2 separate regions of the Sus scrofa genome follow, and region 1 is linked to region 2. A link is a contact called in public HiChIP or PLAC-seq data. All regions are on one chromosome and are shown on one strand. Each heading gives the region's core, a stretch centred on a gene start, on an enhancer-like site or on the middle of the called end of the contact. The rest is flanking DNA. Distances are from core to core; before and after follow the strand shown. Region 1 holds the start of ITPRIPL1 (inositol 1,4,5-trisphosphate receptor-interacting protein-like 1). Region 2 holds the start of ARID5A (AT-rich interactive domain-containing protein 5A).

What was found. HiChIP or PLAC-seq counts read pairs in DNA pulled down with a chosen protein or histone mark.
Region 1: a contact with region 2 is called in an H3K27ac HiChIP or PLAC-seq map of skeletal muscle, with 3 times the contacts expected there. The contact joins the promoter of ITPRIPL1 here to the promoter of ARID5A in region 2. A contact is called at or near these places in 1 of 47 Hi-C or Micro-C datasets (epiblast stem cells) and 2 of 2 datasets of contacts at active chromatin or transcription factors (alveolar macrophages and skeletal muscle).

Annotation. Positions count from the first base shown.
Region 1 is chr3:46,900,193-46,905,815 of Sscrofa11.1, forward strand. It overlaps ITPRIPL1 (inositol 1,4,5-trisphosphate receptor-interacting protein-like 1), which reads right to left and starts at 1,653. Exons shown (of 2, transcript XM_021087097.1): 1 at 1,387-1,653; 2 at 1-291. The coding sequence starts at 277.
Region 2 is chr3:46,709,792-46,716,152 of Sscrofa11.1, forward strand. It overlaps ARID5A (AT-rich interactive domain-containing protein 5A), which reads right to left and starts at 4,330. Exons shown (of 6, transcript XM_021087092.1): 1 at 4,218-4,330.

The DNA.
Region 1 (5,623 bases), core at 403-2,902, 190 kb after region 2:
GGCCCTCGGTCTGGAATGGCCACCCCCTGTCTTTCTTCCCCAGCACTAACTGGTCACTGGATGTGTCTCCTCTCCAGAAATTCTCTGCCTTCTGCTTCTCCTCTGCTGCCCGCTTCCTCTCTTCAAACTCTATCTCTAACTGGCGCATCTCCTCGCCCAATCGCTTCTCCAGCTGCCGACTTCTGGCTAGTGTGTCCAGGTCCATCCGGTCACTGACCATCAAGGGGTGGTGAACAACATACATCACTGCCAAGAACAGAAGGCTTATCACAGCCATGGAGGCCTCTGCATCTGGAGAAGTAGGAGGGTGGGAGTCAGTAGTGATCTTTGGGACTCATATTCCCAGAGCCCTGGAACCCCAAATCCTGGAAGTCAGCTACCCAGAAGGAACAGAAAGCTCACAGAGCTGGGACTGGACAGAGCAAGGGTGGTCGGTCTGCCCAGGAGAAGCTTTGGGGAAAAGGGGGCAGCAGGATGTGCTACCCAGTCTCTCTACTGCTTTCCTTCCACATGGTGTGGGTGGTATTTAGGCTTCCAGAATGTGGACATGGAACTGTTTTCATTCCTGTGTAGGATGGGGAGGGGAACCCTTGTGCTAGGGTGGCCTCACCCGACTCATCAGTCCACCATGGGCACCAGGTGTGCCTTGACAATCCCAGAGGCTCCCTTCCACGGGCAGAAAGCACTAGTCTGCCTGGGTAACACCTTTCCTCTTGCCAGGCTGTCGGCCCCGGGCCTGCTGCAGCATCCTTCTTCCTCTGTGACTTCACAAGCCTCATTCTGCTCACACTGTGTCATCAGAGCACTCAACTTCTTCCCCTCCTTGTGCCCAGTGGGCCAACCCCCCAGTGGGAGCCAAGGAGGCATTGGGCGGCCTGTCACCTCTCCACTGCTGCTGCTGTGCTCTCTCAGGTCCTCAGGGGGCTGCCAGATGCCCCATCCGTGGGCCAGGCCCAAAGGCAGGCACAGCTCCACCTCCTCTCAGCCTAGGAAACTTCGTGAAGAACCAGATGCCAAAGGCCTCCTGAGAGCCCACAGCACTCGGTTCCTCTGCCTCCCCACCCACCACAGAGGCCTGAAGCTTCCTGCCTTCAGCCCACCTGTTCACGAGCTTACCGGGATATGAAGGACTACGCCGAGGGGGCGCTGAAGCCAGGTGGGGGACTCTCCTCCCTTTGGAACTTGTGCTTGCTTAGTCTCACCGCCCTCTCCAGGAGCCCTGTTAAAATTTACAAGGTACCTGGGGGCTTTGGCTCAAAGCCATGTGACGCCCCCCCCCCTTCATAACTTCCTCAAATTCCACGCCCACAGACCTGAACTCTCATCCGCCTATTTAGACCAAGCCAATTCAGGGTTTCTCCCGGGACCTGGGGCCAGGTTACTCACCGTCTGTGTTAGCAGGAACATGGTCTTAAAGAGCCCGCGCGGCCTGACAGCCCCCGCCTTCTTTCCGGCGCGGTGGGGGCTCCGGATTCCTCGACGGGTCCGCCCGAAGGAGTGGCCCCGCTCCCCTCTCCCGGGTTGCACACCATGTTTATCCCAGCGTCCTATCGTCTGTGTGCTGCGGGCCCCCGAGACCCCACCCGTGCAGCGCGCGACTCAGAGGGCCCCAGCGGGACAAGCGGCTCCCGCCGTCCAGGATCCGCCCAGCCCCGCCTAGCTCCGCCCACCCAAATGCCCGCGGCCCAGCAAGCGCTCAGCGAGAGCCCCGCCCTGGGGCCGGGTGACCCTCTTCGTCTGCGCGCGCCCCCTGTCCGCTGCCTCGGCTTCCAAGACCCTGCCGAGTGGCTGCGGCCAAAGACCCGCTGCCCACGGGCGCTCAAGAGCAGACGCTCAGCCTCCCTAGGGTGGCGCAAGGGGGCACTTCAGGGGGCTGAGCTTCACTTAGCTAGGTTCAATGTACTTAATGGGAATTTAGAGTGAGGACGGTGGTGACATAACCAAGAAGTATCCTGGTGACGTCTTTCCTACTTAGTGCTGGCGCTGCACAAAACGGTACAGCAGATGAAGTGTGTTTTCAGCAACCTCAATGTGCCTCACCTCCAGCCGACGCCCAGACTCAGGTGTCTTTCCTCAGCCTCTTTCTCCTATCCTGAAAGGACCAGACAGCTCCCAAAAGACCTACTCTGGGGCCTTACTCGCTACTCGTTAGCCACATGGGAATAAGAATCCTAAATATACAGAGTAGCCTAGTTGATGAAACGGGTGTGTAAAAGAGAATTTGTAAAGGGTGGACAAGGGCAAGCTTATAATTTGCTAAGAAATGCCAATCGAGTGGGGGGGGGTGTTTGTTTGTTTTGTCTTTTTAAAGCCACACCTGCGGCATATGGATATTCCCCAGGCTAGGGGTGAATATGAGCTGCTGCTGCCGGCCACAGCCACAGCCACAGCAACGCCAGATCCGAGCCGCCCCTGCGACCTACACCACAGCTCAAGGCAGCACCGGATCCTTAAGCCACTCAGCAAGCCCAGGGATAGAACCTGCGTGTGGGTTGTTTTTAGTTTTTGTTTTTGTTTTTTTGAAAATAAGCATTAGAATCTCAGAAAGAGCCTCAGTCTTCCTATCCTGTGTCACCTATCCAAGGAGAAAAGGAAGTAATCATTTAACAGTTAAAGCCCTGCTGAAAGACAATCAATATGCCTCCTTATCCAGTGGCAGCACAGGGGGGTGGGCCATCAAACAACTTGGACAGCACTTCCAAAAATATGGTCTTATTTTATTGTGAAAGGGGAAAGACTGTCTTCTGGCTAACACAACTGAAGTTCCAAAGTTACTTTTTATAAACTTGTAGGATGAAAAATAGACCACAGGCTAATACTACTATGACTAAGCATTAGTGCAATCGAGCAGTGAAAATGAAATTATTATGTTAAAATTTAAGATATGACAATGTCGGGGTGAGAAAAATACATTTTTCCTGTTGTGGCTCAGTGGTAATGAACCTGACTAGTATCCATGAGTTGCAGGTTCAATCCCTGGCCCTGCTCACTGGTTAAGGATCTGGCTGGAGTTGCCGTTATCTGCGGTGTAGGTCGCAGATGTGGCTCAGATCTGGCATTGCTGTGGCTGGCGCTGTGATGTAAGCAGGGGGCTGCAGTTCAGATTTGACCCCTAGCCTGGGAAACTTCCATATGCCACAAGTGTGGTACTAACATGACGAAAAGAAAGAAGAAAAATACATTTCAGAGTGGGCAAAACAATGTGTTAAAACCATGAGTGTAAAGGTGTGTATTCATAATCAACAAAGGGTTTGGTTTTTGGGTTTTTTGTTTTTTGTTTTTTCTCTTTTTTGGCTGCCCCGCGGCACATGGAGTTCCTAGGCCAGGGATCAGATCCAAAACACAGTTGCAACCTAAGCCACAGGGGTGGCAATGCCAGATACTTTGTTTTTGTTTTTGTTTTCATTTGTTAAAAAAATTTACTGAAGTATAGTTGATTTACAAGGTTGTGATAATTTCTGCTATACAACAAAGAGATTCAGTTATACATGTACACACATCCATTCTCTTTCTCGTTCTTTTCCCACATAGATTATCACAGAATATTTTTTTACAGAATAAAATACATATATTTAAACACAATTACATTCAGACAGATGATTATATCATGGAGCTTAAGAAACAGATTAAGTGTCTCCCTCTGGAGAAGTGGAATGGAAAATATGCTGAGACAAATAGGAAATTTATTCTATGTTTTATCCCATTTTGTTTGGCTTTCATCTTTACTATTTAGTATTATCTATTACATTTCAATTTTTCTTTAAAAATTAGCATTATATTAAAATTGTGGGAGTTCCCATCATGGCGCAGTGGTTAACGAATCCATCTAGGAACCATGAGGTTGCGGGTTCGATCCCTGGCCTTGCTCAGTGGGTTAATGATCCAGCGTTGCCATGAGCTGTGGTGTAGGTTGCAGACGCAGCTCAGATCCCACATTGCTGTGGCTCTGGCGTAGGCTGGCAGCTGCAGCTCCAATTAGACCCCTAGCCTGAGAACCTCCATATGCTGCAGGAGCAGCCCAAGAAATGGCAAAAAGACAAAAAAATAAAATAAAATTGTGTATATTATGCAACTAAAATTTATAAAGAAGAAAGCCTTATATACCATTAAATATTTTATATAGCATAATAAAAAGAATAACAACTGGTAAGAATAACAAAAATAATACACCCTCTGAAAATAAGTAAAATATAAAATGCATAAATTGGTTAAAAGACAGTGTAACTATATAAATATGTCCTCACAATTTGTTACATCTTATTGATTCTTCAATATAGGCATTACACCATTCTAGGCGATGTGATAAAGAAGACATTATAGACCTTACATTGTACCATGGAGAGAAATGGTTATTAATAATACAATTGTAGAACTATATTATTTAATTGTACAGTTGCATTATTTAATTATAATTACCATAAATTCTTTGACGGAGAGGAAATCAGAATCAGATCTAAGAAGACTTCAGCATTCCAAGAATGATTTCAAATGACCCCCTTCATGGTGGATTATGCACTTATTTACTGTGAGATATATTTCTTCTCCAGAGATTCCTTGTTTGTCAATTGTGGATTTTTGGTTTGATATAAGAGTCTGTATGTATATGAGATTGTTTTAGGTTGTTGTTCTCTTAATTGCAAGTTCATCTCCAGTGTTCTGCATTTGTACCCACTTCTTCTCATGATTTTGGATTTTGGTGGTATAATTGTGCATGGATGATTTCATATCTTTACTGTATATACCTTTACTATATATGGTGAGCCTTGTCATTTGTGGTATTTTTGTTTCCTGTTGCTTCCTTTTCTTTTCTGCCTAGAGAAGTTCCTTTAGTATTTGCTGCAAGGCTGCTTTAGTATTGCTGAATTCTCTCAACTTTTGCTTATCTGTGAAGGTTTTGATATCTCCTTCAAATCTAAATGAGAGCCTTGCTGGGTAGAGTAATCTTGGTTGGAGGTTTTTTCCTTTCATCACATTAAGTATATCATGCCACTCCCTTCTGGCCTGCAGAGTTTCAGCTGAAAAATCTGCCGATAACCTTATCAGGGTTCCCTTGTATGTTACTTGTTTCTTTTCCCTAGCTGCTTTCAAGATTTTCTCTTTGTCTTTAATTTGGTTAGTTTGATTAATATGTGTCTCGGTGTATTCCTCCTTGGGTTTATTTTATATGGTACTTGTGCTTCCTGGATTTCAGTGAGTGGTTCCTTTCCCATGTTAGGGAAGTTTTCGGCTATTATCTCTTGGAATATTTTTTCTGTCCCCTTCTCTCTCTCTTCTCCTGGCACCCCTAGGATACAGATGTTGGTGCATTTAACGTTGTCCCAGAGTTCTCTGAGACTCTCTTCATTTGTTTTCAATCTTTTTTCTCTTTTCTGTTGTGCATCTGTAATTTCCACTAATCTGTCCTCCACTCGCTTATTTGTTCTTCTGCCTCCTGTATTTTGCTGTTGGCTGCTTCTAGTGAATTTTTTATTTCAGTGATTGTATCTTGCATCTCTTCTTGTTTAAGTTTTACATCTTGTATCTCTTTGCTCAGTGTTTCCTGTAAGTTACCCATCTTTGCCTGCAGTTTATTTCCAATGTCTTGCATCATCTTCAGCAGCAACAATCTAAAGTCTTTTTCCTG
Region 2 (6,361 bases), core at 3,080-5,579:
CCTCAAAAAAGAAAAGACAAAACACTGGGGTTTTGACTGAACTGCATTTTTTTTTTTTTGTCTTTTTTTTTAGGGCCACATCCACGGCATATGGAGGTTCCCAGGCTAGGGGTCAAATCGGAGCTGTAGCCGCCAGCCTACGCCAGAGCCACAGCAACGCGGGATCCGAGCCGCATCTGCAACCTACACCACAGCTCACAGCAAGGCCAGATCCTTAACCCACTGAGCGAGGCCAGGAATTAAACCTGCATCCTTGTGGATCCTAGTGAGATTTGTTTCCTCTGAGCTACGATGTGAACTCCTGACCGAACTGCATTTAAATTTCCAAACTTCTCTGAGGGATCATAACATCACTGATGTTGCATCGTCCTTTGCAGGACCACATTGTCTCTGCAGTACTCCAAGCTTCCTGCTCACAAGTCCTGTGTGTGCCTGTTGAGTTTATTCACCCAGTTTTGTGCACCTAGATGGTAGTAAGAAGAGCTAACAACTGACAGCAGGACTTGGCTCACAGCCCACCCCCCACCACCATTTCCACACCTCTGGGCCCTTGAGACCCAGCCCCTCACCAGGCAGCAAGTGGGTATGGCTGGGTACTGGGCAGCGGGATGGCTCAGGCTCTTCCTGTGTTTGCCCTCTTTTTCTGTTCAACTCCATGGCTCATGTGGAAGTCAAGCTTAACCCTAAGTTCTGAAACCGTGGCAGTGAAGAGGTTAATTTCAGTGGCTAGCTCCAAAAGAGGAGGCTCCCAAAGTGAGGCCCACTTGTTCTCAAGCCCCACCCCCACCAACTCAAATCAGTCTCTGCTGGGCCCTGGACCAGTGGTATTATTTCCCCCTTTTTATAGATTCAAGACCCGAGGCTCTGAGTGGTTCAAAAACACACAGCTTAGGAGTTCCCAACGTGGCGCAGTGGTTAATGAATCCGACTAGGAACCATGAGGTTGCGGGTTCGGTCCCTGCCCTTGCTCAGTGGGTTAATGATCCGGCGTTGCCGTGAGCTGTGGTGTAGGTTGCAGATGCGGCTTGGATCCCACGTTGCTATGGCTCTGGCGTAGGCTGGTGGCTACGGCTCCGATTAGACCCCTAGCCTGGGAATCTCCATATGCCGCGGAAGCGGCCCAAGAAATAGCAAAAAAAAAAAAAAAAAGACAAAAACAACAACAACAACAACAACACAGCTTAACTAGCAGCAAAGCGGGGATTCAGAACCAATGCAATCTGCCTTTCCCAAGACACTGAACCCTGAGGTCTAGAATTTAATGGGAGCAGGGAGACCCTAAGTTCCTTCTCTGTGCTCAGAGGGTGCAATCTTGCCCACTCTCCCCAGGAGATCTGCAGTCTCCCATCACAGCATCCCTGTTAATCTGCTGACAAGAAGCTGGGCCTGCCCTACCAGACAAGCTGAAAGCAGATGAGAGTGGGCACAAGGAGGACAGGGAGAGTGCTCTGACTCCACAGGTACTTCTGTAGCTTGTTGCCCCCGTCTATAAGGTGGATGTGTTAGACCCCATGGGCCCAATGTTCTAAGGAGAACAAAGAAATGAGGCTCCCCCTACAGACCACAGCTGAGTGTGTGTGTGCACGCATGTCCACACCCCTCAGTGAGACCTGAGGCTGCCTGTCCTGCTCACTCCCCACTGTGTCTCAATGCTTGGGGCAGGTGCTCCATAAACACAAGCCTCACTGAGCCTCACGGATGCAGCAGGAGCTACTTGACCTCAGATACTGCTGATGCTGAGAGGAGCTTGGCCTCGACTAGTTCAAGGTGTCTCTCTCTCTCTCTCTGTCTCTCTCTCTCTCTCCTGCACCCCCGCCCCCCAGGCCTCATTCACCCTCAGTGTGATAGGAAGGAAGCAACACTTCCTTTCATGAAAAGTCACCCACTGGGAGCACTGTGTCAATTACGACAATAATGGTAAAGGCAGCTTCAATAACAACCAGCAGACAGGGCCACACCTCCTCCTCGCCTGAGGTTGTTGGCTTAAGTTTCTCTTTGCTCAAGCTGGAGCTAAAACAAAGACAGCTTTTGAAGCGGCCAGTCCACTCTGTGGCCCAGGAGCCAGGCTGCCTGGCCGAGTATCTGTGCGGAGCTTGCTCCAGGGTGGGAGCCCAGGTTTGGGGAGGGGGGACCTGCCAAGGGCTGTGCTCCAGCCAGCACTGAGGACAGTCAGATGGCCTGGACATGGAAGCCATGGGTGTAGCTTGTGCCCTGCCTCAGTGTCTCAGCCGGGGGGAAGTGGGGACAGGGTCTGGGAGCAGCTGGGGCCAAGATGACAGCCTTGAGTCTAGAAAAGTGGGGTCATGGGGGCACCAAATGAGACTACTGTCTCCCAAGCCCTGCTGAGATTTGGTCTCTCTTTAAGCCAGTTAGGGAATATCCTAATGACCCTATTTGGGGATGAGGCTGAATCCCCACTGTCCCTCCTCTCCAAGTCTGGGTGACACCTGATGATAACTGTAACAGCTCCATCTATGGACTGTTTCCTGTGTCCCCATAAAGTAACCTGTGGAGAAACAAAGCTTGGTGGTGGCTTGTCCAAGACACGGCCCAATGGTAGAGGTACAGGCAGGACAGAGGAAGGCTGCCTGACCTCAGCTGGAGGCACTCCTTTGCTTCTCAGTGTGTCCATTCCCTTCCTGCAGCCCCCCAGGGTGGCTCTCCAAGCCAGTAAAGCAAGGTCCAAGAAGGAGGGTGGGTTATCCCAGGCCATGGCCCACCTGGGAAACAGGAGACCACAGGGAAGGGAGAGGGGGCAAGGTCTTAGAAGCTAGATTCATTCTCACTGCCGCAGGGCTAATGTCTAAGCCGCTGCTTCTCACACTCTAAATCAAAGAAGGAAGCACTGGTTGTCTGCGGTCCTTCCTAGCTCTACGGGACTCCAAGTCCTAGGTCCGAGAATGTTCCTCAGGGCTTGTACAGATGGTGGCCCAACCCACTAGCTGCCATCTCTTACCCTTCCTCTGCCCTAGCATGGCTTGTGGCCACAGAGACCCCACATCCCCAACAATGAGGATCCGGATGAAGCAAGAAGCACCTTTTATCCTCCCCTCAGCCCGAAGACCCCTGCTCACTAGCTGACGACCTCGCGAACAAAGGGAACCTGGGTCTGACCAGCCCTGTGACCCCACACCCACACCCTGAGCCCTCCCGAGTGCAGCACTGGCCATCCCCACCCCTACCCCAGCGTCCCTGGGGCTGGAGGACGTGCACCTGGCCCAGCCGCGCCCCCAGAACACTGTGCGCAGGGACCCTGGTGAGGCAGCCGCCGGATTGTGGTCCACGGCTCAGACTGAGGTCGAAGCCAAACACCTCTCCTCTGACGCTCGCAGCCCGCACCGCGCATCTCTGCTCTTCGCCAGCGTCACTCCCGGGGAGCCACCCTGTCCCTTCTGAAGACCCGAGGGGATAGAAAAGAAATAAAGGAAAGAGGAACAAAGAGTGAAGCTACTTCTTTTCTGCCGGAGGTGGGGGGCAGAGGAGGGTGGACCGGAGACAAGAAGAGAGACTAGAGAAGAAAAGAAAAAAAAAAGGAAGAGAAAAGAGAAAGGGTAGGGGGCGAGGAGCGGGTAACCGCCGAAGGATCGGCTGAAAGAGGAACAGTTGATTCTTCAAAATGCATTGAGCAAGTTCTTCAAAATCCGCGCAGAGTCACTTTCAGGAAACAGCGGCCGCCAGTGGAAAGCGCCCCGCGCGCCCAAAGGACCCGGGTGCCTCTTCTCGGCGGCGCCGGCGGGTTCTGAGAACCGCCGGGATGTGACGGGGGAGGGGGTGGGAGGGCGGCGGGGGGGTGCTGCAGGCAGAGAACTGCTGCGGACAGCTGTCACAACAAATTAGCTGAGACCAGCTCGAGATTGAAACCACAGCAGGAAGTGGGATGACAGAACCGTACAGGACTTGGTAAATTTCAGTCAAGAGACGACGAGAAGAGTTTCGAGATAAACGCCCGGGAAGCCCCAGGCCGCCAAAACTTTTTGTCTTTCCTTTTTTCGAAGAGCACGCGCCGACACCCGGCCTCACCCTCCCGCGCCGGGCAGAGGGCGCGGGTGCCCCAGGCCAGGCTAGGTCCCCACGCCCTCGCCCCCCGAGTCCTTCCTCCGCCGGGTTCCGCCCCCCAAGGCAGCACCTACGACTACGAGCACCGGGGCTGACCTGGCACAGCAACCTCCCCATCCCGCGGGGCCGCCACCCCCGTCCCGGGCCGCAGAGACACTCACCCATGGCCCAGCGAGGTGCCGCGGCGCCTGCCGAGACCCTCCGCACAGACCGACGTCCCTACTCTGCGCTCTGCGCGCAACTGGCTGGAGGCACGGATCGCCAGCCGCCTCCCCGTGGCCCCGCCCCGCCCAGCCCTGCCTGGCCCCGCCCCTGTCCCACTGTGGGCTCCGGTTGGCGGGTCCGATTCTCCCCCGAGGGGTAGGGGGCCGCCCCCCGAGCCTGAGGAACTCTGGGAGTTGTAGTGTGCTCTTCTTACTCCCCAGGCTCAGCGACCTGGGCTGCAGAAGTAGGTTTCCCACCTGGAGGGGCTCAGGCAGGACAGCCTGGAGTCACTGCTGCCTGGTGCCAACGGAAGCAAAACTCGAGTCTTGGAAAAATCTTCCTTGCTCCCTCCGTAGGGCAATGGGGCAGTGAACAAAGTGCTTCTGACTTGAACTAGGCGGAAGATATCTCCCACTGTCCCTCCTAGCCCAACACAGAAGTAGAGATGGTTGGTATTAGCTGAATGAGGACCCCAGACCGAATTAGCACATCCTTGGCTAAAGCTCTGTGGGGTCCCAGAAATGCCTGGGACAGGAAACCTGCTGGCAGTGGCTAGTGTCCACAATGTCTCAAAGATAGGGCAGCTACAAAGTGAGCCATCTAAAGAGAGGGCATGGCTCTGGGGAGATGAGAGTGAAGCTTCTGATGGAGCATGGGCCTGAGGAGATGCTGAGCCAACTGCAGCAGGGCTTTGGCTGTATTCACTCCACCGTCCAAGTCACATCTGAGGCTCAGGTTTGAGAGCCCAAGGTCTGGAAGCATCATTCACAGTAGCCAAAAGGTGGAAGCAACCCAGTGTCCACTGAGGGATGAATGGGTTAACTGCGATATGGACATACAATGGAATATCACTCAGCCTTAAAAAGGAGGACAATTCCAACACATACAACATGGATGAACCTCGAAGACAAGATATTAAGTAAAAAAAAAAAAAGACACAAAGGACAAATATTGTGTGATTCCACTTACATAAAGTACTGGTGTCAAATTCATAGAAACAAATAGGATGGTTCTTTGCCAGGAGCTTGGGAGAGGGGAAATAGGGAGTTAGTGTTTAATAAGCACGGAGTTTCAGTTTTGCAAGATGAAAAGGTTCAGGAGGGGGATGGTGGGGATGGTTGCACAACAATATGAATATACTTAATATCCCTGAACTGTATGCTTAAACATGGTTAAAATGGTAAATTTTATGTTATATATATTTCACCACAATTTGAAAAAAGATCCACGCTCTCAGCATCGAGCCCTGTTCCTAACACAAAGTAGGCACGCACAGATTTTTGTTGATTAATTTTTTCTTTTTTTTTTTCTTTTTCTTTAGGGCCACACCTGAGGCATATGGAAGTTCCCAGGCTAGGGGTGGAATTGGAGCTGTTGCTGCCAGCCTACACCACAGCCACAGCAACACCAGATCCAAGCGCTTGTGGCGATGCAGCATCCTTAAACCCAGCGAGGCCAGGGATTGAACCTGTATCCTCACGGATGGATACTAGGGGGATTCTTAACCTGCTAAACCAGAACAGGAACTTCTGTTGATTAGGGGTTTTTTTAAGTTTATTTTTTCCATTATAGTTGATTTACAGTGTTTTGTCCATTTCTCTCTTGATTAGCTTAATACAAAGAGCTCTTTGCATTTCATTTACACCATCATTGTCATCATTTTACAGAGTAAAACTGAGGTTCTGAAGGTTAATTAGCTCAAGTGAGATGGCTGGTAAGTGGTGGAGCCTGAGCTACACCCAGGCATTTGGGCTCTAGAACAGGTGGCCTTAACCATTCCCCTCAGGCATCTCTTGAATCAGAGGCCATGGCCTGAGGAGGAAAATGTGTAAAGGGGAAGACGTGAGAGTGCTGGTGAGAACAAGGTGAGCCAGCGAGATGTCCTGTGCTAGCTGGAACTGAAGAGCAAAGCTAAGACTGGAGCTACAGATGGTTAAGGAGCCCTTGCACCCAGACACCCACCAACCCTGTTTGCATTCATTACCACTCAGCCGTCACCTTAAACAAATGGACCAGGGCTGTAGGTGGGTGGCCCTGAAATCCTGGCCCTTATCCTTTGGCTCTAGGATGGAAGATCTCTCCAGGCTCAGCCCAGAGTGGA